Regions from separate parts of the Sus scrofa genome. Here all the other regions are linked to region 1. Evidence: chromatin contacts called from public HiChIP or PLAC-seq data. All regions are on one chromosome and are shown on one strand. Each heading gives the region's core, a stretch centred on a gene start, on an enhancer-like site or on the middle of the called end of the contact. The rest is flanking DNA. Distances are from core to core; before and after follow the strand shown. Region 1 overlaps CDH13 (cadherin 13, H-cadherin (heart)). Region 2 overlaps CDH13 (cadherin 13, H-cadherin (heart)). Region 3 overlaps CDH13 (cadherin 13, H-cadherin (heart)).

Region 1 (4,212 bases), core at 786-3,285:
CCACAGAGTGTGGCGAGGCAGCAGGTCCAGTTCTCTCCTCCTTAAGCCTCAGGAGGTCGGTTTGAGATGATCTGGTGGTGTCAGTTTCTTCTTTGATTCAAGGTCAGTTCCTCAGCCCCTGCAGTGTCAGTGACATGGCACTCCCCAGACCCCTGGCAGGAAGGATCATTCCCTTGAGTAGTTGTGAGCCAAGCATGTAACATCGCGTGAATGTTTGAAAACTTCTCCTGGTTTTCAGAATGCAATTCTGACAGTGCTGAAGGCTGCCAATTAAATGAAGATTTAGATAAAGGCTGTGTGGGAGAGGGAACATAATATTCTTAAACCTAATAATGGTTTCCTTCTGTCTTTTTGAAGCTCTCGAATAATCCTGATTGACTGGCTCTCTGCTTTGGGCATTCCCATTTACTGGACAATTTAATAACATTTAAAATGTTTGACAACCTTTATTTGGGGGCAGACATCCCCAGGGGAGCAGGCTATGAGTAAAGATATGAAGGCTGTACAGTTGAAAAGAGGAACCAGGATTTAAATAATTTTTGTTTCATATTCGGAACAAGTTCCCTGCATGCTGGATAGCAGGAGGCACAGAAAGGGTGAGAATAGGCTCTTAGATGATAATATTAATCGTGGGAAATCTGTAATGACTGCCATGCAGCCTTGTGCTAAGTGTTTTCCTTGTACCACCTCATATACTCTGACAGCCCTGAGGTGGGTGCTAACATTGTACCCATTATGCAGGTGAAGTAGCCCAACCTATGGCCATGGAGCTTAGAAGCCGTGGGGCTTGTGGTTCTCCATCTTGTACTCATTCTGTTGGCTCTGGAGTACACGGTGTGCTGCAGGAATTGGAGGAATTCAGAAAGAAATCCTAGGCGATTTTCCTCCCTTTCCACTGCACTGGAGGTTCATCTGTTCATACACACATTCGCTCATTCATCCATTCAGCACCCTTATTGAGTGTCACCCTGTGGCAGCTGTGGTTCTAAGCACCAAGAATGCCGCAATGGACACAACCAAGTCTCTGCCTTCAGAGAGCTTTCGTTGAAGTGGGCGAAGAAAACAGCGAAGAAACTGTTCATCTTGAGTGCCGAGCAAACACCAGGTGCTGTGAAGGGTGAAGTGTACTGAGGATGCTCTTTTCCACGGGGTGGAGGTTTGAGGGGGAGGGGCCTCTGAAGAGGGGACATTGCGACTGAGACCCGCCTGTGGTAGAGGAGACAGTCTGGCAGGCAGAGAAGAGAACAAGTTCAAAGTCCCTGGGGCAGGAATACGCCTGGTTTTGATCTGGAAGTAGTGAGGTGACCATAGTGGCTGAACCAAGAATGGGAGATGAGGTCAGGAGACAGATTTGGCTATGGGAAGGCTTTGGATGTTATTTTGAGAGTGATGGGAAATGTGGGGAGAGGCCAAAGCAGTGACACTGTTAGTATGTGCAGTAGAGGAAGCCGAAAGCAGTTTAGAAGTCTGAAGAAGTTCACCTCCTCCACAGTCCGTTTTCTTGTTCATGTATATTAATTTTACACATATTAATTCATTAAGTCCTCACAGTAACTCATGAAGTAGGCATTGCTATTGTTACTGTTATTATTATTCCTCGTTTTCCACTGGGGAAACTGAGGCCCAAAGCAGGCACGGCCACCCATATAGGAAGCAGTGGAAATAGGATGCCTTTGGGTTAGCAGCCCCACCACTCAGGTGGTTTAAATTCCAGCTAGCACTTGGTGGGCACCTGCTGTGTACCAGAGTCTGCATGAGGCTGGAAATGCCCTGACACACCCTTTAGATCCTGGTCTGTCTCCGGGGAGAGACAGAGAATTAAGCAGAGAGTCAGGGTGCAGAATAGCAAGTGCTGGGCTAGTGGGCCGCTTGGATTTTGATTTGGGAGTGCAGAGAAAGAGTATCTGGCCCAGTAGAGGTGGGGAGGCCAAAGCTGACCTCTGAGTTGGGAGTGGACACCATGTTGAAGATGACCAAACAAAGCTGGGTTTGGGAGTGGGGAGGACTCCAAGCAGAGACACCAGTGGTTCAAAGGCATAAGGTGGGGCGAGAACAGCAGCTGGCTCAGCATGGCCAGAGGGAGGCAGGGGTCACCGGGCTGCATTTGGATGGTGACGTGTGTGTGTGTGTGTGTGTGTGTGTGTGTGTGTGTGTGTGTGTGTGTGTGTGTGTATGTGTGTGTGTGTATGATGGTGATGAAATAGGCTAGAATAGAGGAAGACAGCTTCACACTTGGTTGCGTTTTTTTTTTTTTTTCCCCAGTTTTTAAATAAACTTAATTATAAAGAGCTGTTTTAGGCTGACAGCAAACTTGAGTGGAAGGTATACAGATTTCACATACATTCCTTTCCCCCACATATGTACAGCCTCCCCCACTATCAAACTCCCACGGCAGAGTGGTGCATTTGTTATAATTGCTGACCTGCATGGACACATCATTATCTCTCAAAGTCCATGGTTTACATTCAGGCTCCTTCTTGGTGTTGTACATTCTCTGGGTTTGAAAAATGTATAACGACATGTACCTGTCGTTATCGTATCATCTGGACTATTTCACTACCCTAGAAATCCTCTGTGCTCTGCCTTTTCATCCGTCCTTCTTCCCCAACCCCTGATCCTTTAATTGTCTTCATAGTTTGCCTTTTCCAGAATGTCATATAATTAGAAGAACACATTTTCAGATTGGCTTCTCTCACTTAGTAATATGTATTTAAGTTTCCTCCATGTCTTTTCGTGTCTTAATAGCTCATTTCTCTTTATTGCCACATAATAATATTCTATTGTCTATATGTACCACAGTTTATTTATCCATTTACCTGCTAAAGGACCTCTTGCTTGCTTCCAAGTTTGGCAATTATGAATAAAACTGTTATAACATTTGTATGCAGGTTTTTTTATGGATATAAGTTTTCAGCTCCTTTGGAGAAATAGCAAGGAGTGCAATTGCTGGATTATATGGTATGTTTAGTTTTCTAAGAAACTGCCAAATTGCCTTCTAAAATGGCCGTACCATTTGCATTCCCATCAGCAATGAATGGGATTTCCTGTTACTCCATATCTTCATCAGTATTTGGTGTTGTTAGTTATTCGGATATCAGCCATTCTAATAGGTGAGTGGTGATATTTCAATGTTGTTTTAATTTGCATTTTCCTGATGACATAATGTTGGGCATTTTCGATATGATTGTTTGCCACCTGTATATCTTCTTTGGTGAGGTATCTGTTAATGCCTTTGGTCCATTCTCTTTTTCTTTTTTAGCTGCCCCATGGGATATGAAGTTCCCCGAGCCAGGGATCAGTTCTGAGCCACAGTTGTGACACATGCCATGGCTGTGGCAATGCTGGATGCTTTGACCCACTACCCTGGGCCACAGATCCAACCTGAATCCTGGAGCTGCAGAGATGCCACTGATCCCATTGTGCCACTGTGGGAACTCTATGGCCCATTTTAAATTGGGTTGTTTATTTTCTTATTGTTGGTTTAAAAGGTATTTGTATATTTTGAATCATAGTCCTTTGTCAGATATATATCTTTTGCAAATATTTTCTCCCAGTCTCTGAATTACTTTCTTATTCTTGATAGTCTCTTTTGCAGAACAAAAGTTCTCAATTTTAATGAAGCCTAGCTTATCAGTTCCTTTTTTCTTGGATCATACCTTTGCTGTTATATCTAAGAAGTTATTGCCATATTCAAGGCCATATGCATTTTTTCTCCTGGGTTATCTTCTAGGTGATTTATGATTTTGTATTTTACATTTAGGTCTGTAATCCATTTTGTGTTAATTTTTGTGGAGGATGTAAAGTCTGTGTCTAGATTTGAATTTTGCCTATGGATATTCACTTGTTCTAGCTGGATAGTCTTGGTTGAAAATACTTCTTTGTGCAGTTATATTGCTTTTGCTCCATTGTGTTGCCTTTGCTGCTTTCTCAAAGATCAGTTGACTGTATTTAAGAGGCTCTCTATTCTGTCCCAGGGATATGTTTATCTATTTGCCCACTCTTTATTACCATAGGTTTATGGTAACTCTTGAAGTTGAGTTGTACCAGTTGTCTGACTTCCTTATTTTTCAATGTTGAGGTGAGTTTTCTGGGTTTTTTTGCCTCTTCATATAAATTTTAGAATCCTTTTTTTTTGGTATATATTCAAAAATAACTTGCTAGAATTTGATTGGGATTCTGTTGACTCTTTAGATCAAGTTGGGGAGTTCCCCT
Region 2 (4,212 bases), core at 560-3,059, 510 kb after region 1:
TCTTCCACTCTGTTTCTAACACAAGGTCTGGGGTGCTGTGCTCCCAACCCTTTCTGAGCAGGGACGGGTCAAGAAAGGAGAACAGGTCACAGAAGGCTTCTCCTGACATGTCCCCACCAGTGGGCTGTGTCTGGGGGACAGCTGGGTCAGAAGCCCCACCTTTGGAAGCAGGACCGCTCCACAGCCCTTGGAGCCCTTGTAGGTCTCCCACGTTCATTTCCCTTTACTCGATATGTCCTTTGGAGAGGACCTGTCTCTCCAGTGTGCATAGGGAAGCAAGAGGAAGAGGTTTTAATCTGTATTTGGGCCAACGTGGCCAGAGAGAGAAGGGAGCGAGGGTAAATGAGAAAGGGACAAAGAAGGGCAGAGCTGGCTCGGGTGCCCCTTCCTACAGTGGAACCGTAGAGCATACGTTCTGCCTTAGTGCAGAAAGAATTCAGGGAGACACAGAGTGACAGGTGAGGGGTTTATTCACATAGGATGCCTGTGAGAGATGCAGGCAGGTGGGCAAGAGAGTGCCGAGGCCCGAGGACTCCGTGGGTTACGGTTTTACAAACAAAGCCAAAGCGAGGAGGGGGAGAAGATCACCTTCGCCCTGGCTCTGGAGTAGAGGTCACATTTCCATCATCAGCTCCTCCTCCGTGTTGGTTGGGGGATCTTTCTGGTCCCCACCTGGTCAGACTGGGACTGTCACGATGCAGTGGAAATAAGCAAAAAGGCACCAACGTGTCTTCAAATACGGCGAATCATGTCAGGTTTCAGTACAATGTCACCTTTTCCTGTATTTTTTTGTAGCTAGTGTGCACAGAGAAGTGTGTCCTAGGAAGCTACATGGGTCTCCTGTTACCATTGTTTTATTGTTTGGGGGCATGTCTCAGGCTTCTCTTGCATGCTTTTGTTGCGAAGCAAGCCTGCTTGGTTTTGTTGTTGGTAAGCCTGCTTTCCTGAGTGGTCATTAACTTAAAGGGGTCTCCCATACTTTTTTCCCTTATTACATTTGCCTAGTGGGATGAGCTATTTAATCACCTGCTTTGGACCTTGACTCTGACTCTATCAACAGTAATCTTTTTCCAAGAGCAGTTCTCTCTTCAAACCAGAGACATTTGTGAGGTTTATTTTTTAAAAGAAAATATATTCCCTTAGGGATTTTTTGTTTTGTTTTGTTTTTTGTGGTTTTTTTCTTTTTTTTGCTTTTGCTTTTTTAGGGCCACACCCTTGGCTTATGGAGGTTCCCAGGCTAGGGGTTGAATCAGAGCTACAGCTGCTGCACACCTACAACAATTCGGGATCTGAGCCACATCTGCGGCAACGCCAGATCCTTAACCCCCTGAACAAGGCCAGGGATTGAACCCGCAACCTCATGGTTCCTAGTCAGGTTCATTTCCGCTGCACCACAATGGGAACTCCAGAAAGGGGTTTTTTAATATTATGGCTAAGATGTTTTTTGCTGCCTAGAGGTGTCAGGCTTGGCCATTACCAACAACGTCCTGATGCTGTTGTGATTATTACTCTTACCTTGGTACTGTAACCATCAGCTCTGATTTACTGAGCCCCTTCCGCCTGCCAGGAAGTCTCCTTGGCACACAGGATCTCATCACATTCTCAACAGCTCTGGGAAATAAATGTCATTATCCTTTTATTATCGATGAGGAAATCGAGAGCTGGAGAGGCGAAGAATCGTGTTCAAGGTCACAGGGTGGATCGCTGGCCAAGCTAGGATTGGGACACATGTTTGTCTAGACAGTGGAACTCCTCGTTAAACAGATATTGGCCTCGGTCCCTGCTGTACACCAGGCACTTTGCCAGGCACTGGGATCCAGGGGCGAGTCTGACATGCTGAGACTGTTGACCTCGTGGAGCTTCCAAGCTGTGGGGATAATGTCAGTTGGATTAAATCAAGTCAAGCAGTGACTAAAAATTCTTTTCATCAGAAGGTGTCACATATCTTATTTTTAGTCTTGCTTCAAGATGGTATTTTCTCCTAATTTAAAAAATGCAAACAGAGGTAATTGGTGTTTCATCAAAATTCTCAGTGTATTTTAATAAAGAATATTTTAAATCAGGGAAAACTATACTGCCATATGGAATTGTGTCATGATCTTTTTCCACTCACTGGTCCTGGCAGAGGAAATCTTGGCAGGAAGATCATGCTGCCTTAGGCGCCACTGCCACTTGGTGGCCTGCATCAGAATTGCAGGCATGGTGGCCTCAGAAATGCTCCTCCCCCACCCCTACCCCCACCCACTTTCTAATTCCACTAGAAGGTATTTTTATCCTGGCTACCTAATCCTCCAGGCCCAGTTGACTGTATTCCAATAGGTGCCTGTTTACTTATAAACTGATTGCAGCCAGATCAGTATCAGCTTTCTTTCATCTGTGTTTCTGAATGTCTGTTGTGTTTGTGACTTTTTTATTGTTATAATCAAATGAATGTTTGCAGGTATCAATGAGAAAGTGTTCTTAAATATACGTGAATACTTGGTTAAACTCTAGAACTAACCTATGCAAATAATAATTTTTTTCATTAGTTGGACACTTTCAAATGACATAAAAACAAAATAAAATGTGACATCTAATTACCTCTTAACCTCATCTCTACTCCAGCCATTCTGGAATTTCCTTGTCTCTCTCACCTGCCTGCTGCCTGTCTGTGCTGTTCCATCTACCTGGAAGTGCCTTCCTGTAGCTTTGCCTTTTGAATGTATTCTTCAAATGTCAAATCAAGGCTGACTACCTATAGGGAATTACCTTAACGTAAATTCAGAAATGAAAGTGTTGGGTAGCAGTGTCTCTAGAGAGACGGAAGGTGGATTCTGAATGCCATCTTCATCTCTTTAACAACTGTGACCATGGCAAGCTTGCTTCATCTCTCTGAGTCTCAGTGATTTCATTCATTAAGTGCAGATAATAGTGTTCCCTCCTCCCACCCCCGCATTGTTGTCTGAGTTTTTTTTTTTAACGTGTGTAAAGTGCATCCTCAACACCGTGTACCTGGTACAAGCAGTGGGGCAAGTGCCACTGCTGACATTTGGATTCATACAAAGACCTCGAATCTTGATGAATGCCTGCCCAGTAGAGAAGTGTCAAAGGTTTTGCGTTGCCTCTTTGATCTTGCTTGCAGAAAAAAAGTCTGTTTCCTGGGAGTTAAAAATAACATAAATGTCCAACTTTAAACTTCATGAAGTGACCTCCCTCCTAGGTTTGTCACTGTATGTCACCCCAGTGCTGGTAAGCTTCCCCACCTGAAAGCCACAGAGATTTGCATGTGGGCAGAAAGGTGTTGAACAACGATGCTGTTTTTGGTGATGCTGCTTTAGTCAAGTTCACCGAGCATCTATGTATTGGCACCTGCAGTTAGTGGGTTGGTCACTGAGGTGTGTTTATACTATGCTCTCTCTGTGTTTTCCAGCCAAGATCTTAAGTGTCGCTCTGTTTCTCTGACCAGGTGGTTGATAGTGACAGACCGGAAGGGTCCAAGTTCCGGCTCACCGGCAAGGGAGTGGATCAAGAGCCAAAAGGAATTTTCAGAATCAATGAGAACACGGGTAGCGTCTCCGTGACACGGAGCTTGGACAGAGAAATGATCGCCGCGTATCAAGTAAGTACCCCGGTGCCCACCCTGCCCACAGAGATGGGGCTTTCAGAGATGGCTTTCCTCCCACCGAGCTGTTATTTCTGGGCTTCATCAAACCACAGGCAGTACGGCCTTAAGCGTGTCTCTGTGGGAGCCGAGTGGCATTGAACCCTGACAGAGCAGCAGTAGGGGCCCCTATCTTGTCACTGGACCCCCACCCCCCCACCCCAGTGCGTGAGACTTTGGGCACTGAAAACCAAGAAGGGGGGCCCTCTGGGCATCTCGGAGGAGGTCAGAAATCTTGCATTAACGTTAACTTTCCAGAAACTACCTTGATAATGCAGAGCTGCAAAAAGTACAAACCCTTGGACTTGATCGTTCTACTTTTAGAAATCCATCCTAGGGAAAGAGGAATTTAGTTCAATTTTTGTGCAGTGGTGTTATAGCAGGACATGATCCTTAAAATGGAAACAGTTGCTAAATATTCAGCAGCATATAATGGTTAAAATATGGCACGATTTTGCAAGGAAGTTTTCTACAACCATTTAAAATATTTTTGAACAAGTTCTGGTTCTATGGGAGATTTTCAAGATACTGAATGGAAACAGACACACCAACACATATGGTATCCTCATTAC
Region 3 (4,212 bases), core at 697-3,196, 260 kb after region 1:
TATTTACCCGACTGGCATCCACGAGGACTCGGGTTTGATCCCTGGCCTTGCTCAGTGGGTTAAGGATCTGGTGGTACCGTGAGCTGTGGTGTAGGTTACAGATGCCACTTGGATTTGGCATTGCTGTGGCTGTGGGGTAGGCCAGAAGCTGCAGCTCTGATTCAACCCCTAACCTGGGAACTTCCATATGCCACAGGTGCAGCTCTAAAAAGCCACAAAAAGAAAACAAAAAAACCCCAAAAAAACAAAAAACAGAAAAAAAAGAAAAGAAAGATAAAAAAAAGTCTTAGGTTGGAGATGAGAGTTGTAGTTCTGCTGTTTCCAGTTCTCTCCTTTGTAGATGATCGCAGAGGAACTTAATCGAGGCTCCCAAAGCAGCGCTTCCTCTGGCTTGGATTCAGGCTTGCGTGTGTCTAACAAGTGGCTTCTCAGAATTTCTAAGAACTGTTAATAGGCAAATGAATTATGAATCAGGTTCTTATATTCAACTCAAGTTGATGGAGGAAAACCCATTAAATGAGGTATTTCCTAGGGAAACCAGTTATATGCATTTTTTCTGTAACAAGATGGTAACGTGCATCTAGAGACTCAAGTTTAGCAAACAGAACATAATGATTAAGGACTTGACGTCTGCGTGTTTGCTTCTCACCACCCCCTTCTACTCAACTGATACAAGTCAACAGAATTTAAAAACAAAACAAGTTTAGGATTAGGACAAAACCTAATGGTAGTCCAATGGTTTTAGGGTGAAAAAGTAAAAACAGAATATTTACTCTGGTTGCTGTGGGGGTGGTTTGGCTTCTTCTCAGCTGCTGTGCATTTGCGATTTTTCACTTTGTTAGTTGGAGCCATTACATCCCATCTTATGTTGTCAATTGGGTCCTAAGGTTATTCCAGCACCTTAAGAAAAGCCGCCACCTACCTACCTTTAGAGCTTTTAAGATAAACCCGAGAGCGCTACAAAGCGAGTGAGTTACTGTGATCAACACGGACTGCGAGGCTTCCTGTACAATAGCACCACCTCTTCTAAGTCGCCGTGGCTGCTGCTTCTCAGAATGTGTAATGATATAATAAATAACGTGTGTGCTGAGTGAAAGCTTTGAGTAATGGAACCAGCTAACATTTAGAATTTTATTAAGGACGAACTGTCTCAGATGTTCTTAGTGCTGTTATTACCCCCTCGTTAAAGCTGGTAATTCTTGTTTTTAAAGCACTTTGGAGACACTCACTGATACATCCCTGAAAAAAAAAAAAAAAAAAAAAAAGAGAGAGACATCCCTTTTTTTCCTTTAAAAAAGTGCCCATGAGACTTCAGAACTATATAAGAATAATACTCTGATTACTCAAGTGGGTGGATTTTGCAGTCTCTATATTTCATCCTTTAATCATTTTAAGAGATCTGAGCATTCTTCACTATGATATGCAGACTGTGCTGTATGCTTCAGCTTTTTGAGAGGAAGAGAAAGGACAGGACTCCCAGAGAGCCTGGCCCTCTGGGTGGCTGCCTCTGTCAGTCTCTGCGACACCCAGCATCTCCTGAACTCCTTACCAAAGAGAGAAGTAACGTAAAGTTAGAGGAGTCGCTCAGAGCAACTCTGGGCACCTAGAGCACCCACAGCCAGTGTTGGAACAAAGGCAGGTGCTACACTGCAGATACTTGCCTGGTGAGAATTCAGACTCATTGTTGCTGAATCTACCCAATCATCAGGACCAGCTGAAAATCATCCGTAGGCTCTGTATTCAGGGCAGGAAGCAGGGGAGAAGGCAGTGACAGACTTTTGCTAGGAAGGCCAACATGTGCCCTGGAAACCCCTGACTTCTGCTTATATCTCATTGGCTAGAGAAGGTCATGTGGTCGGTCACTCTCGCTTCACAGGAGGCTGGGAAGATGTTTGCCAGCTCAGGAGAGCAGGGAGTTTGGAATGGGTATTGGGACAGCAAACCTGAACTGCCTGCCAACATCTAGACACTGTATTTAAATACTGGCTCTGTATTAAAGGCAACAGCACATGTCAGAGGGTGGCCCACAGGCTTGAGTTTGTATCCTCTGCTTAAGACCAGTGTCTCTCCCTAGTATCTCTCCACCTGCCCTTTCAATAATATACTGGTTCCTGATTCAGTGGCGCTTAGCCTTCTTCCACCAGGGGCTTGTCTTATTTTTTTCTCCTGTTTTCTCCATGGAATCCATCTGTTGGAACATTCTGTCTACAAAGTCCTTTGTTAGGTAATAATGAGTTTTCCCATTTTAAAAAATTCAACAAAGACTTGCAGAACTGCCAACCAGAGCCTCTGATCGACACAGGATAACCAGCAGGAAAGTTGATATTATTCCAGACAACAGTAAAAAAAAAAAAAAAGAAAAAAGAAAGAAAGAGAGAAATTAAAAAGACATTTTAATTAGACTGTAAACTTTATCTTGGGTAAGTGGATAAAAAATTCCAGGAGTTCCCGTCGTGGCGCAGTGGTTAACGAATCCGACTAGGAACCATAAGGTTGCGGGTTCGGTCCCTGCCCTTGCTCAGTGGGTTAACGATCCGGCGTTGCCGTGAGCTGTGGTGTAGGTCGCAGACGTGGCTCGGATCCCGCGTTGCTGTGGCTCTGGTGTAGGCCGGTGGCTACAGCTCCGATTCGACCCCTAGCCTGGGAACCTCCATATGCCGCTGGAGCAGCCCAAGAAATAGCAAAAAGACAAAAGACAAAAAAAAAAAAAAAAAAAATTCCACTAGGACAGGGACTGCTACTTTCCATGAAGGGTCACACAGTAAATATTTTAGGCTTTAGGCAGTATGGTCTGTGGTATGACTGTTCAACTCTGTGCTCTCACAGTACAAGAGCAGCCTTAGACGATGCACCTACAAGTGGGTGTGGCCATGTGCCCATGAAACTTTATTTACAAAGAAAGACCACGAGTCAGATTGGCCAGCAGACCATAGTTCGCTGACCCTTGTATGAGGCCTTTAACGGTATTAAAACATTTTCAGACCCTGGTTCTTACTTCCCTGAAACTTGAAAACACCTGTTTGGGGACACTGACCTGAACCACGCAGCCTGTCCTTGTTACTAAGTCCAGACTCGGGCTGCTCATCACACGACAGGTCAAGCAAGTGAGAAGTTGTTGGGGCAAGGGAGAAATATAAGGAAGTATAAAAATTAAAAAATGAAAATGTCCACTCTGTCATTCCCAATGTATGTAAAAAGGGTAACGACTATTAATAATTTGGCTTGTGTCCTTCTGGATGTTTATTGAGCTATAAACAAGCAGATAACAAAAATAAATACAGTTGGCCCTTGAACAAAGTGGGGTTTAGGGGCACTGATCCCCCTCCCGCTGAAAATCTGTGTATACCCTAGAGTTGGCCCTGGGTATCTCAGTTCCTCCATATCTGTAAATTCAACCAAGCTCAGATTATGTAGTACTGAGGTATTTACTGCTGGAAAAACCCACATATAAGAGGACCCACACAATTCAAACCTGCATTGTTCAAGGGTCCACTGTAGGGTTTATTTGTTGTTGTTTTGTTTTTTTAAATAAATGTGGTCATACCATTAGTACTGCTCTACCATTGTTTTTCCCATTCAATAATACACGTTATGAAGTCTGTGTGTGTGTGTGTGTGTGTTTGTGTAGGGGGATCTGCTGAGGATTTTTGATGACTGCACATTATTTTTTATCACTGTGAACTTTCATTTATTTGAACCCTCTAACGCCTGGAAACCCAGGTTGCCTCTAGGTTTTCACTGTGACGAGTGTTGCAAACTTGGCATCTCCTCATAGAGAACCAATGGATATAGGATTGAATTCTAGAAATTGTATTGCTGAATTGAAGATAGGGCCATTTAAAATTTTGGCAGATACTACCAAATTGCCTTCCCAAATGTCATACCAATTTATATTGCCACCAAGAGCGTTCGAAAGGGTTCTTGTCCCCGTACCCTTGCCAGCTCTGGATGCTATCAGCCTTATTTAACATTTTCCCATCTCTTGGGCAACATGGACTACTCCACTTTTGTCTTCATTTGCATTTATCTTAAGACCCTATCTTGAGAATTAGTGTCTTCCTACATAAATAAGAATTATCCAAGATGAGAGTTTTACAGGTTCTCTAAAAACCCCACAAGTATCAGTAAATCATAGATTAGAGTGGTTGAATTTCTTTATTGTTTTTAAAGCCTAAAGTAATGGAGAATTTATAAAGAGCTTACACCTTTTAT

Evidence for each region. HiChIP or PLAC-seq counts read pairs in DNA pulled down with a chosen protein or histone mark.
Region 2: an H3K27ac HiChIP or PLAC-seq map of skeletal muscle shows a contact between it and region 1, with 5 times the contacts expected there. The contact joins two enhancer-like sites. A contact is called at or near these places in 4 of 47 Hi-C or Micro-C datasets (epiblast stem cells, psoas muscle, retroperitoneal adipose tissue and 1 more) and 1 of 2 datasets of contacts at active chromatin or transcription factors (skeletal muscle).
Region 3: an H3K27ac HiChIP or PLAC-seq map of skeletal muscle shows a contact between it and region 1. The contact joins two enhancer-like sites. A contact is called at or near these places in 2 of 47 Hi-C or Micro-C datasets (embryonic fibroblasts and heart right ventricle) and 1 of 2 datasets of contacts at active chromatin or transcription factors (skeletal muscle).

The regions. Positions count from the first base shown.
Region 1 is chr6:5,801,999-5,806,210 of Sscrofa11.1, reverse strand. The region is part of intron 1 of CDH13 (cadherin 13, H-cadherin (heart)); the gene reads left to right. Among named protein-coding and RNA genes, the nearest start is that of CDH13, 28 kb to the left of the region's middle. Within about 2 kb of position 2,035, at least 1 of the 83 cell types and tissues checked has an H3K27ac peak or open chromatin away from gene starts, as enhancers often do. A contact at or near this core is called in skeletal muscle, where this site is marked.
Region 2 is chr6:5,296,473-5,300,684 of Sscrofa11.1, reverse strand. It overlaps CDH13 (cadherin 13, H-cadherin (heart)), which reads left to right. Exons shown (of 14, transcript NM_001109945.1): 5 at 3,446-3,598. Among named protein-coding and RNA genes, the nearest start is that of HSBP1, 500 kb to the right of the region's middle. Within about 2 kb of position 1,809, at least 4 of the 83 cell types and tissues checked have an H3K27ac peak or open chromatin away from gene starts, as enhancers often do. A contact at or near this core is called in skeletal muscle, where this site is marked.
Region 3 is chr6:5,545,800-5,550,011 of Sscrofa11.1, reverse strand. The region is part of intron 2 of CDH13 (cadherin 13, H-cadherin (heart)); the gene reads left to right. Among named protein-coding and RNA genes, the nearest start is that of CDH13, 280 kb to the left of the region's middle. Within about 2 kb of position 1,946, at least 1 of the 83 cell types and tissues checked has an H3K27ac peak or open chromatin away from gene starts, as enhancers often do. A contact at or near this core is called in skeletal muscle, where this site is marked.